3 separate regions of the Mus musculus genome follow, and regions 1 and 3 are each linked to region 2. The links are chromatin contacts, called in public capture Hi-C and promoter capture Hi-C maps. All regions are on one chromosome and are shown on one strand. The core of a region is the stretch at or near the end of the contact, and the rest is flanking DNA. Distances in the headings are between cores, read along the strand shown.

The links. Promoter capture Hi-C pulls out the DNA fragments that hold promoters and counts their contacts. Capture Hi-C pulls out chosen DNA fragments and counts their contacts.
Region 1: a promoter capture Hi-C map of fetal liver shows a contact between it and region 2, with 4 times the contacts expected there. The contact joins the promoter of Pou2f3 here to the promoter of Grik4 in region 2. A contact is called at or near these places in 19 of 39 promoter capture datasets (the 3T3-L1 cell line, 3T3-L1-derived adipocytes, the C10 cell line and 11 more), 1 of 15 datasets of contacts at CTCF or cohesin (embryonic stem cells), 19 of 484 Hi-C or Micro-C datasets (the G1E-ER4 cell line, the HL-1 cell line, the N1E-115 cell line and 3 more), 7 of 115 datasets of contacts at active chromatin or transcription factors (embryonic stem cells, pancreatic cancer cells and stem cell-derived neural progenitor cells) and 3 of 9 other capture datasets (adipose tissue, embryonic stem cells and liver).
Region 3: a contact with region 2 is called in a capture Hi-C map of embryonic stem cells, with 3 times the contacts expected there. The contact joins the promoter of Oaf here to the promoter of Grik4 in region 2. A contact is called at or near these places in 2 of 484 Hi-C or Micro-C datasets (the HL-1 cell line and embryonic stem cells), 2 of 115 datasets of contacts at active chromatin or transcription factors (embryonic stem cells and pancreatic cancer cells) and 3 of 9 other capture datasets (adipose tissue, embryonic stem cells and liver).

What each region holds. Positions count from the first base shown.
Region 1 is chr9:43,203,002-43,207,242 of GRCm38.p6, forward strand. It overlaps Pou2f3 (POU domain, class 2, transcription factor 3), which reads right to left and starts at 2,754. Exons shown (of 13, transcript NM_011139.2): 1 at 2,653-2,754. The coding sequence starts at 2,680.
Region 2 is chr9:42,942,601-42,946,802 of GRCm38.p6, forward strand. Grik4 (glutamate receptor, ionotropic, kainate 4) reads right to left here and starts at 1,771. Exons shown (of 21, transcript NM_175481.5): 1 at 1,727-1,771.
Region 3 is chr9:43,237,860-43,242,289 of GRCm38.p6, forward strand. Oaf (out at first homolog) reads right to left here and starts at 1,957. Exons shown (of 4, transcript NM_178644.3): 1 at 1,448-1,957. The coding sequence starts at 1,714.

The DNA of each region.
Region 1 (4,241 bases), core at 1,504-4,003, 260 kb after region 2:
TCTCAGTCTGAGAACTCCCCTGCTACTTGCTCTTATCGCCAGGCTCCACAGTGAAAGATGTTCTATGAGAACACGGAGAGGAGACTGTGGCAAACCTGAATCAGCGTTTGTATCCAGGCCGTCAAGGACCACATAGCTATGGTGCCCTCTGAATGGGCACCCAGAAGCAAGTCTATGTCCAGGTTTATGGACCCCCATCACACTGATACTATCCAGGAAACCATCAGAGACATCCCTAAGTGCATGGTGGTGGGAATTCCAGGGGAAGTGGAGCAGCAGAAAATGGGTTAACTATAGAGGGACTAAAATACACAAGGTTTCCAAAATAAAGACGAGTGTCCCTTCCTCTGTACACGGCAGGCCCACTCTGAAAGGCCCTACAAAAACCTCAAAGCCTACAGTGACTTTTCCTGTAATCCAAGAATTGGAGATGCTGAGACAGGAGGATTCATTTGAGTTTGATATAAGCTTAAGCTAGGAACGAATGAACGGAGGAAGACTCTGTCTCAAATGACAACAAAGACCTTGAATGGAGAAAGCAGGGACAGCACAGAAAGCTCCAAGCCCAGTGAGCCTTTGGATGGGCCACTGAATGGTGAGCACACAGCACAGAGGGACCACGATTTTGTGAGTGACACGGAGGAAGATCAATAACCCTGGGGACTGGTGGGGTGGGGGTGGGGAGCTAGTTAAAGAGTGTAGCAGGGAGGCCTTCAAGACAATTGGAGAGAGAAATCAGGCGAAGTACACAGAGGCAGATAAGGCCCCATCCTGAGGGATCGCCCACTTTGGGTTCAGCACACTCCATCCGGAGCCCTGGTGAGAGCAGAGATGCTGGGCAGACCTCTGAGGAGCATCAGCTGGGGGCTTGCATGGAGGATGGGCCTGGGCTTCTCTCCCAGCTTCTCTCCTCTCTTGCTCTCTACCAGACCCTCCCAGCTCCCAAGCTGCTAGGATCCAGCTGTTCTACCTCCTCCCACTTCCTTAGGGAGAAGCCTCCAGTAGGCAGGGAGGTGGAAACCCCCCCAGGAAGTCCCTGATTTTGGTTCTAGAGAACTCCCTACTTTCTATTGAGTTACCTTTGGACAGAGCTCCATTCGAAGCCTGGCTTTCCTGATAGGAAATGGGGGGGTGAAATGCCTGCCCAGAGGACCTGTCCCCAGGAACTTCCCAGTCCACGTATTGCTTTGGGTCTGAAGACTCTCCTCAGACACTGGAGTACACCCAGTTGGATGGTTCCTTCAACCTCACCTAGTCCTTCCTGGCAAATCCTGGGGCACCAGCCACTGAGTGCCAACATCTCTCCACTTGTACTCATCCCTGCTGGGAAACAGCATTAGTGAAACCAGGCATCAGGGCCCTCCTGGACCCCAACTAATGTCTGCTTCCAGGAGTGATGGGAGACAGGAAGATCTAGCCTGTTCTGCTTCTTGGAGGTGGGTCAGAAGATCTACTTTCTCCCCCCTTCCCCTTTTCTCCTTTTCCTCCTTTCCTCCCATCCTGTTCTTCTAGAGCAATCCATACAATTTCTACAGCAACCCTCAAGTCCTAAGGAAAAATTACTAGGCCCTTGCACTGTGTGCAAGAGGTAAGGTACTAGGCTGTGAGTGGTCAAATTAGGTACAGCTTTTTGCATTTTGATTCTGTTACTTGCCCAACACCTCAGGCAGCCAATGAGAAGATCAGCCCTTTCCCCCACCTCAACCCATCAGCAAGTCTAACTTTCTAGCTTAGTAGCATCCTTAGCCCAGCAATGCACAGAGGATCAAAGTGATTGACAGGGCTGGGTCTCTCCACGCCCACCTCCCATTTGTAAGCTACAGGGTAACTGACTCCGGGCTATTTCATCTCCTGGTTTCCTCAGGAAAGGAGGTCAAAGGATATCGGACTCAGATGTGCCTGTTGCCATCCCCTCTGGCATATAGACCCATTATGCATTGAGCCCATAACATAGATGACCAATGGATAATGAGTGGACACACCTCCAACACAACCGGAACACGTGTGGTCCAAGTCTCATCAGGTTCTTTGGCGCTTACTCCACCCATCCTCCCAACACACAAGGGGGACAGACAGACACTCATGACACACATACACACAAACACATGCTTGCACAAGCCCTAATCAATGAACGATCCCGTGGCATGGCATCTGCCCCAGGTGCGCCTTTGGATTTGCTCCACCCTACCCACTTCCCCTAGGCACCCCCCATGCCCACTTTGCCTGCATTTCACACAGGTGCCCGGACACCAAACACGCAGCATGTGGATACACGTATGCACTCCCAGGTCCACACCCTAGCTGAGTGATTGAACCACCCAACTCCTGCAACCTCCTGGGACTCCAGTGCTTCAGCACACCCAAGTCCCACGCACTAACTCCCCAGATCTGGGGCTTCAGGAACTTCATGCCTCTCTCCATTGTTCTCCAAGATTTCATATTTCAAAGTTGCTCCTTTTAACCCCTCTCCCCATACCTACCTATCCACGCCAGCCCGGAAGGACCCGCTATCCGCATCGCCCTCTCCTGGCCGCCGAGGAGTTAACGCCACCCCCACCCCCCAGCCCCTCGCGTGGTGCAATGGTGTCCCTGTCCTTGGTCCCTTCCCACGCGCAGTGACACCTGTCGGAGCTCACTCCCTCTTCCCCTTACCTGTGTGCATGGGCTCCAGATTCACCATCCTGCCCCAGGCGGGGCCAAAGCCTGCGCCCCCCCAGGTCCCTCGCTGCTGCCCCAGCCTGGCCCCCGGGGAAGCCAGGGTCTCCCTCCTCCCGCCCTCTGCCGCCGCAGCTGCAGCCCCTACAGGAGCGGCTGCCACCTCGGTCGCACACTCCGCTGCTCCGGCCCCGGCAGGACTCCGCGGACAGGCTTAGCACACTCCCCAGGTGAGCACGCGGCGCGGGGCGGGGGCCTCGGCCACGCCCCCTGGCAGGGCCCCCGCGCTTGGTCCCGGGCCCATGCAAAACAGGGATTTGCATACGTGGAACTGGGGGCCGGGAGAGGGGTGTCAAGGTGCTGCCGGGGCGGGTCCCGACCCTGAGGAACACCTGTCCGTCGAGACCCCGCCTGGCAGTCCTTCCCCATCACGCCCTCAGCGGCTCCTACTCCTGGGGCAGTTTTGCTCTTTCGGGGAACCCCAGGCTTCTGCCTAGTTGGGCTCCAGAAGAGTAAGCAGTGCTGCTCAGAACCTGCGAGTGTTTGGAGAAGACAAGGGGTTGCTGCGAATGGTCTTGCCTTCCAACCGCTTACCACCGCCGTGGCTTGGGTCAGGCTGTTCACCTCTCTGACCCCATTTTACTCATCTATACAACGGGGCCTGTGGTTAATAACTGCTATCTATGAGAGCTAAGCAGGTGACTAAACCGGGCTGATTTCCTGTGGTTTACCCTTGTCACTTGCAGCAGCTTCTTCTGACTCTTTCCAGGGCTCTTTCCAGAGAGACACGGCTGTCCCTTTCCTGCCGGTTCCCACCATCAATCACCTCTGGTCCCAAGTTATGAGGGAGAAGGGTGTGGAGAATATTCGCCAATGTCAGCAGTTGTGATGGAGTTCACTTTTCAGGGACTGGAGTGACTTATCCAAACTCTGCAATTTGCCAGAGATGGAGCCTGCAAGGGCAAAAATCTCCCACTCTTCAGGGGCCAGCGAGTGACTCTGTGCCTCAGAGGAACACATCCAGCCAGCTCAGAAAGCCGTGTGCTGACAGGAGGGCAGAGCTTCCCTTTTCATCTCCTTTCCAGATACGATCCCCATTAACCTTCCACCCCCAGCCCCAGCCCAAGTCATTTCCGAGGATGGTCTTGGGCTTTTCAGCCTTAAAAGGAAGAAAGAGAAAGAAAGAAAGAAAGAAAGAAAGAAAGAAAGAAAGAAAGGAAGGAAGGAAGGAAGGAAGGAAGGAAGGAAGGAAGGAAGGAAGGAAGGAAGGAAGGAAGGAAGGAGCTGGAGAGATGGCTCAGCAATTAAGAGCACTGACTGCTCTTCCAAAGGTCCTGAGTTCAAATCCCAGCAAGCACATGGTGGCTCACAACCATCTGTAATGAGATCTGACTCCCTCTTCTGGAGTGTCTGAAGACAGCTACAGTGTACTTACATATAATAAATAAATAAATCTTTTTTTTAAAGTATACTTTTCTCCTGAGATTTCCATTCATAATACCCCAAGCTTACTGTGCTTCCGCTCTGGACTTAGCATGGTGCTGAAAAACTTTAAGGGTGTCTTTAATATTATTATTATTGTTATT
Region 2 (4,202 bases), core at 521-3,020:
GTGGGCAAGCCCAGGCCACAAGAAATGAACATAATCTGGAAAATTAAACAAACCCAGACACTGTAACGTGTGCATATTAGATTAACTCTCTAAAGGGTCACGACCTTGAGGAATACATCCAGCCAGTGAGGAAAATAATAAACCTGATTAACGATGAAGCATGAGCCACGGCCTCCGCAAAGAAAGCCAGCCTGAAGAGGCCCGGCGGAATTCCAGGGGCTTCCTTCCCTGGCAGAGCTGGAACTCAGCCGACCTCTCCAGCCCCTTGCCACCACTAGGACACTCCAGGATCAAAGCAAGACAGGATTGCTCCCTCTCAAGCCACACCCCTGCAGCTCTGACCCAGGGACTACAAGGCTAGCTTTTCCAGGTGCTCCCAAAAGGGACACTACCACCAGACGACCCACTGGAGCCAAAAAGAAGATAGTTCTCTTTGTCCCTGGCAGGGCTCAGATCCTCTTGGCCAACCCTCAGCCCTCCTGCCCTGGTCTCAAGAGATACCTACTTGTCAGGCACAGTGGCCAGGCCCAGCCAGAGTTCCCCTCCTCTTTCCAGACAGCCCAGGCCCCTGGGAGACATGCCCAGAAGAGCCACTGGAGGGAGGCAGGGAGGTGGCACCGCGTGGCATCACCAGACAACAGCACCAAGAGGAAGATGGCAGCATCAAGTACAGATGCCAAGAACCACACAGCCCAAGGTCCAAGAGGGGACCAGCTCAGCCTGCATAGCCTGGCTACAGCCAGGCAACCTGGCCCGCGTGCCTTGTCTATCCCTTTGGTCGCGCCTCCCCCAACCCCAAAGCCCTGGGCCAACTCTCCCCAGGCTCCACCTCCTCCCTCACTTTCCTCAGCTCCAGGGAGCCCAGGGAGGGAGGCACAGGTGCTCTTGGCGCCTTGGACAAACCCCCTGTCCCAGCCGTCACCAGGGCGCCTTCCACCCCAAGCTGGGTCGGAACCACTCCGGCTCTGCCCGGTCCTCACTAAAGAACATCTCCTTAGCTCCCCTCCCCCTCCACTGATCCCCTTCCCCCTCCAGCGCCCAATGCAGGTCTCCAGAGTTTTTCCCTTACTTCCCACTCGGGTGAACTAGGGTGGGATGGCTAAGAGGCCCATTAGTCGCAAGAAGGAGGGTCATTTCTGATAGGACGCTGGCTTGGCCCAAAGCAAGACGGCGTGCAGGGTTGGGGGTGTGGTGGTGGCCGGAGTCCAGGGCCCGAGCAGGGGTGGTCAAGACAGATGGCAAAGAGGGAAGGGAGAAGGGGGCTCAGAAGCCGGGCTGGTCTGATGGAAGACTGTGGCGGGCAAGAGCGGCCCGTAGGAGAAGCCGAGGGTGACGAGGCGGGGTAGAATCGCCAGTGTCGGGAAGGGGCCGTCATCCCTGCAGGGGGCAGAGGCTGGGCTGGGAGTTGGACTGGGAAGAGGGAGGATCACAGAAGGAGGATCGGAGCGGAGGAGAGGAGGCGCAGGGGGAAGCAGGCAGGGATGGAGACTAGGGGAAGTACGGGGCAAGGTGGCGGGGGCTCAGCGGAGAATCCGGGGTCGCAGGCATCAGAGTGCAGGGGACTGGGCAGCTGGAGGCGGGAGCGGGGCCAGGCAGGGTGCGGGCCGCGGCCCGGAGGGAGCTAGCGGCGGAGACGTCAGAAGTCGGGGTGCGGCGCAGCCCCGGGGGGCGCGGGGAGACAGCGTAGGGCGCCGGTCGGGGGCGGCGCGGGGGCTGCTGCCCTTACCTGGGCGGCTCCGCACTCCGGGCGCCAAGCTGGGGACCCGACGTTGCTCGGCCGGCGGCCCGGCTGTTGTTTTCCCTTTTTTTTTTTTTTTTCTTTTTTTTTTTTTCTTCCGCAGCGGCGGCGGCGGCGGCTCCAGCTCGATCCGCCAGCAGCCGAAGGCAGAGTCTGTGTCCGGCTGCGAGCGAGCCGGGAGCGGGCAGCGCGGGAGGCGCGCGGAAAGGCGCTGAGGCGCCGCCCGGCGGGCAGTGAGGGAACTGCGGCGGTCCCGCACGCGGCCGGCCGGGGAGGGGGCGTCCCTTCCGGGCCGCGGCCGCCGGAGTCTCCGCTCGCCGGCGGGGTCTTTAGCTGGGGACCCGGACCTAGGTAGCCGAGCGGCGAGGCGGGGAGGCCGGAACAGACAGAGCCAAACTTGCAGCTTCCCTGATCCGGACGATCGGGAGACGGCGGGCCGGGGATGGGGGGGCTCCGGGTGGGCGCTGCAGAGGACTGACCCCCAAGTGAGGAGCTGGGGTACACTTCACCATCCAGCGCCAAGGGGCAGCCCGCCCTGGTCCGCAGGAGTTATTAGCTTGGCCTGCTTCGGTGGGCGAAGGGCGACTCCTGGTGGCGTTTTAGGGGCCAGACCTAGGGGACGAGGCGTAGAGACTGCGGCCTCCTCGGTGGTGGCGCGGAGCTGGGTGAAGCTTTGCTTTAGCAAGGCCAGATAGACCACAATGTTTCAGGAGGCCGAAGAACCACAGCTCACGTTTGGAAGTCTACTGGTTTGTGCACACAGACCTCCTGGGAGAAGTTGTCACTTTATGCTACACATAAGGAAACCTCGGCCTAGGAAAGGTGAAAGACCTAGCCTTCACCAGGAGCTGGGGGCTGGACCAAGAGAGAACCAAGCTACTTGGTTTGAGGGATCATTTGGCCACATCATAGCAGCCTTGGGGTGGGTGGGTGGGGGGCTAGAAAAGGAGAGGGCAGAGGAGCAGGAGGCCTCAGGGGGTCAAGTGACTTCCTCAAACCGATTAGTTCCTCATTTCAAACCCAGAGTCTTAGCCGTAGACAAACCCGGAAAGCATCTAAGCCAGCCTCCCAATCGTCTCCCACTCTTCCTTCACACCTAACCACCTGCTTACCCTAAAGTCTCCACGAAGGGGCTGTTCTAGGCATTCTTGGTTGGTTCTAGGGCCTGGGAGGACAATATACACGGACTACAGGATATTTGTTGACACTCCCTATATCATGCCGGGAGGGCAGCAGAGCTGAGTTACCTGCTTGGGGGGCTGGGGGGGGTGGCGATTGTGGTTGTAAGAGCCTGTTCTCTCTCCCACCTCCTCTCCCAGACTGGACTTTATGAGTGCTCTGTTGGCACAGGACCGGCCACTCTGGATAGCTCCAGTCCCTTCGGTCTTTCCTCAATCAACTGTCAGACGGATGTCAGGAACACAAGCTACCTGACTTTCTACTGACCTAATAAAACCAATCCATGAGGTTAAGTTGAATCCAACCTGCCTCAGCACAGGTCAAAGGTTTCCATATTGGATAGGATTCCATTTCTTCAGTCCAGTTTTTTTTTTTTTTAACATTTATCCTGTGTCAAGACTACACCATTTATTCAAGTGCCATTCCCAAAGGCTTTCACATCAACTTGGCAAGGTGGACCTTACCCTGCCTTCTGAATGAGTTGAAGGTGATCTGTGGGACACTCCTATCCTATCCTGAGGTGACTGCAGCGCCTTTCCCTGCCTTGGAATGCTAGAACCTGTTAGCGTGAGTGAGAGGACGGTATCGGTAGTGTATGCAGAACCTGCTCTGGGCTGACAGCAGTGAGGGGCATCCCTGTGAGCAGGATAAGTTATTTCACAGTCCCTGGTGACTTCAGAGTGACATGCATGGTTCTTAGTCTACTGGAAGAATTCAACAACAGCACGCCCATAGAGGTTTAAGAGTTAGGACAGGAAGATAATTCAATATGAAAAACGTTTCTTCGTATTCGTTGGCCTTGGAAGCTCATTCTATGAGCCAAGGGAGGTGTGAGGGGTTGGTTTTAAGACTAGTAACCTGTAACCTGCTGGTAACCTGCGGCCTTGTGAAAACTCCCGTCTCTTCACTTCCTGTGAGGGTAGATTGTCTTCTTTAAGTCTCTGCCCATGGAAGCAAAGAGACCTTGCAAACCAGTGCCGGAAAAGCCCACCTTCATCCTTACTTAGCGATGCCCTAGCCACTGCCCTTTCTCCCCATCCCCATCCACATAGCTGTGGACATGAGATATCCAATGCTTGGACTCTCTCTCTATTCCTCCGTAGCCAGTACCACTTGTCCAAATTCAACCCCATACCAGGTAACTTCTAGAAGCAGGAAGCTCAGTCCAGATCGCCTCTGGAGAGTAGGGAGAGATCAGACAACAAGAGCTGCCTCACATCTTGAATGGTAAAAGCAGAGGAGATGGAAAACGAAGCCCTCTTGCCTGAAGCATCACTCACTGCCA
Region 3 (4,430 bases), core at 707-3,206, 300 kb after region 2:
TTTGGCTGGATGTGCTGAGTGACCAGTTTCCCCTTCTCCACACACTGGCTCATTGGCCCTATTTGCATGTAAGAACCCAGTTTGGGCCTGTGTGGCAAGCACGGGCTACCATTCTGCTAAGTCCTTGGTCAGGATGACTCCCTGGGCCTGGGCTAGAACATCAGTCCAGGCTCACCTCTACTCTACCCAACACTGGATCTCCCTGGTACCTCTGATGCTCATGACAGTCTCACAGGATCCCTAGCTGGCTGCCCAAATTCTGCCCCCTCTCCCTCCAAGGTCTCCAAATAACTCTCAGTTTTGGAATGGAGGGGAGGGGAGAGGAGAGGAGGGAAGAGGAGGGATGGCTATTTAGTCCTGGATATTCGTCACTTCTGTTCCTCTCCCAAAGACAGAGGGGTGCAATGCCTCCTTTTAGGGGGAAGAGCTGAGAGTGGATGATTAGAAGACTCTCCTCCCCCCAACCATGAGATAAGGTCTCACTCTGTAGCTCTGTATAGCCTTGAACTTGTGTTCCTCCTGTCTTAGGCTCCTGGGATGACTGGGGTGGCATTTCACTGTCTTTTCTTTCAGAGATTTCTGTTGTTGGGTCACCGTCACTCAGCACCCTGGAGTTCCATTTCTGGATAACTCTAACATCTCTTCTTCTCTCCATACCACCACACCCACACAGAGACAGAGACAGAGACAGAGACAGAGAGAGAGAGAGAGAGAGAGAGAGAGAGAGAGACGGGACGGGAGGGGGGCAGCTAAACTGTGGACTTCACCAGCCCCTGTCAGGCATGGGCGGAGACACCGACCACCCTTTCCAACTGAGGGGAACCTCCCCTTTTCTCTCCTCCCTTCCCCCAACTCTGCCTAGGTCCTCTGGCTCCCAAGTAGTTCAGCCCTTCAGGTTACAGAGGAGAGCTGCTACCAGACTTGGGAGGGACCAAGGGCAGACAGCTCTGCAGGGAAAGCGATCCCGGAATGGTGCTCCAGGCTGGAGGTCTTGAAACCGCTTCCTTGCCAAAGAACAGCGGAGTAAGGGAAACTAACTTCACACCAACACAACAGGGAGAGCCCAAGGTCCTCTTGCCACCTGTGGATTTCCCCTTTAGTCACAGAGGCAGTGGCAAGAAAGGAGGCCTTGTTAACAAGAACTTTTGTCGGAGTGTCAGCTTGGAGTGCTGAGGAGGGAGCGGGCTTTGAAGCCGGTCAGTGCGTGAGAAGGGCCTTGGTTACTCAGAGCCAAGCAACAAAAAAGCTAGAGGGGTTCACGAAAGAGAATAAAGACCGGGATCTGGGTGCCAGAGAGTGGGCAGCGAGTTAGAGAGGTGACCTTGGGCATGTCACGTTCCCCTTTCGGCACTGCGTTTCTCTTCTGCGGGCTTGAGGGTTCCTGGGACGCCCGACAGCTTGCCCGCCCTCCGTGGTGGGTGGGACAGGACTCTTGATGGTACCTCACCTTCTTGAAATCCGCGATGAAGGAGATGAGAGTGCCGTCGGGTTTGCGCAGATCAAGGCTGATGCTGTCCGCGTCGCTGTCCGCCTGTAGACTCTCCTCGATCACCTGGCTGTCGGGCAGTCTCACTCGGACCCGCAGCTCGGCCGGAGCGCCGCTGCCCGCGCCCACGCCGTGCAGCGCCCCAAGCAGCAGCGGCGACAGCAGCAGCAGCAGCAGCGGCAGCGCGGGGCGCGCCGAGGGGACGTCGCGGCAGCCAGGGGGCCGCATCCCCGGGGCCCCCGGCGCGCCGCGTGGGGGAGGGGAGACGCGCCTACAAAGTTTGCTCGAAGTTGGGGGTCCGGTTCGGGGATTCCCGGCAGTCCCCTACTTCTAGAGGGGAGACTCAACCCGGAGGTTCCCCACGACGTGCAGCGAATTCACGTGGGCCGCGTACAGCCACGCACCCCGAGTCCCGGACGGCGCCCCCCGTGCGTGTCCCCTAGCCGCCCCGATTCCTGAGCTCCGGACTCCGTTCAGCACTTTTCATTCAATCCCACCCCCCGTCACTTCCTTCAGAAAACAGAAACCACCAGGACCTGCCTTAAAGAGACCGCGCACCTCTTGGCCCTTAAAGGGACCGCAGTGGCCCAGAGAGGGGCGGGGATTGGGGACCACGGGGCTCAGCCGCTTTGTGGTCTAGGCTGGCTTTCTCTGGATCCCTCCCTCCCGCCGCGCCCCGTCACCGGCCGGGCCTTGTCCAGAGTTTGCGCTCCGGGCAAATCCCTTCCTCCCATTAAGGGCGGGACGGGTGACTCCCCCGCCCCCTACACCCCTCTGGCTTGTTCTGGTGCCACGTGGATGAAATAATCGGGCTTGGGTTTTCAGAGGTTTTGCTTAGTCTTTTAGTTTCTCTGACACAGCGAATTTCTCAAAAGCGGCTGGGGGAAAAAATCAGGCCTCACCTAGCATTCTGGTCTTTTCCTAGGTCGGGGAGTGCAATTAGGGGTTGAGGGCCATCTGTGCATCCATCAGGTGTGAGCTGTTTTTGTAAGTGAGGCGGCCAATCTGGATGCGGCCATCAAGGAGCTTAACACTTTATGAGCCGTTATTCAGTTTTCTCTCCTGTGTTCAGTCAGCCTTTCTCCAGCCCAGCCCACCGCTCAGGGCCTCTGCTCTTTCCGATAACGGAAGCACCAATCAAGGGCCACAAAAAGACACTCCTGCTGTGCCAGAGACTCCAATAAGCTGAGTGAAGACTTGGGGAGCAGGATTCCCCTCTGGTTGGTGACACACAAGCATACTTTGAAAATTGTTTGAGCCTAACTGTCTGCTAGTGAACACAGAGGGTTGGGCGTCCCTGGAGATAAGGCCCCCTGGGCATGGCCAGGACCATTGTTTCTCCTGTCCATTGCCACTTCTGTTTGTTCCAGGTGCCCTGTGGTCTCTAGGGTCTTGATGACAGATGGTTGAAACTGTGCCTCCCCACTCCACCCCCTTCATCTTTCCTTCCTAGGGGATCTCTAGCACATGATCCACCCCCAACTAGCATGAGCCCGTCCTTTGGAACACATATAGGACTGAAGGGGACTTAAGATGTCCTCCATCAGCTAGAGAAAGTACCCAAGGAGCTGAAGGGATCTGCAACCCTATAGGTGGAACAACATTATCAACTAACCAGTACCCCCGGAGCTCTTGACTCTAGCTGCATATGTATCAAAAGATGGCCTAGTCGGCCATCACTGGAAAGAGAGGCCCATCGGACTTGCAAACTTCATATGTCCCAGTACAGGGGAATGCCAGGGCCAAAAAGTGGGGGTGGGTGGGTGGGTGGGAGGGTATGGGAGACTTTTGGGATAGCATTGAAAATGTAAATGAGGAAAATACCTAATAAAAAAATGAGAATTAAAAAAAGATGTCCTCCATCTCACTCGGGGCTTCCTAAATTTGCCCTACTTCAACTGTCACTTTGATATTCATTATGACACAGCTTCCAGGATCCTTAAGCCTATAGGTTCAGACTTTCTGGGAGAGGACAGGGAGGCAGCCCTGGCAACAAGGTCCAGTGTGGTGCTTGATAAGCCAGAGGTTGGTAGACACTTGGTCCTTGACAGCATCTTTATGGGGAAGCACCTGGCTCGAGGAGTATCTTTTCCTCACTCTGGGGAGTTGGGGCAGGCTGCCAGACAATAACTGGATTGTTTCCTTGGGGTCTTAGAGCCTGAGCTGGCAGCACCGAATTGCCTGGGGTCTCAGAGCTGGCCTCTTGCCTGACAGGATGCTAGATCTCAAAGAGGCCTTCGAGCTGGGAGTGCCCCCATGAGTCAGTTCCATAGTCATTAGGGGCCTCACCCAAATTTCCTAACTTCCTCTGTTTCGGGTCCTGTCCCATCCATCATCACTGGTTCTGTCCCAGGCCCCGGACCCTCCCCCGAGTCCAAAGATACCCACCTCCCCCAACCCCCAGTCCCCAACAAGAACCAAGAAGAGTCTCTATTTCTCTCTTCAGACTTTGTGGCTTGGAAACACAGATGGAAGATGCATCTTCCCTGTGAATAGTCCTTCTCCATTTCAACCTAATCTCTCTTCTTGTTTGTTTGTTTTTGTTTTGTTTTTCGAGACAGGGTTACTCTATGTAGCCCTGGCTAGGCTTCTCAAACTGGCCGGCCACAGAGACCTATCTGCCTCTGCCTCCCGAGGGCTGGGATTAATGGTGTGTGCCTCTACTGTCCAGCCTGCTCTGTCTTTTAAAACAATAGAGAACACGCCGCCTCTTCCACGAGCCACAACCATGGCCCTAGTTCTTTCTGGTGACTGTACCAGGTCTTCAAGATTGGAGAGAAAAAAAAAATCCAGGTTTCCCAGCAAGAGTTTCTGAGTCACCTACCGACCTTTATATGCCCTGTTCTCCTCAGCCTCTGCACTACAGCAAGAATAATCACACAGCTACCATTCATTTTAGGGGTTTGGTTTTGTCTTTGAGATAAGGTCTCACTGTGTATGTAGC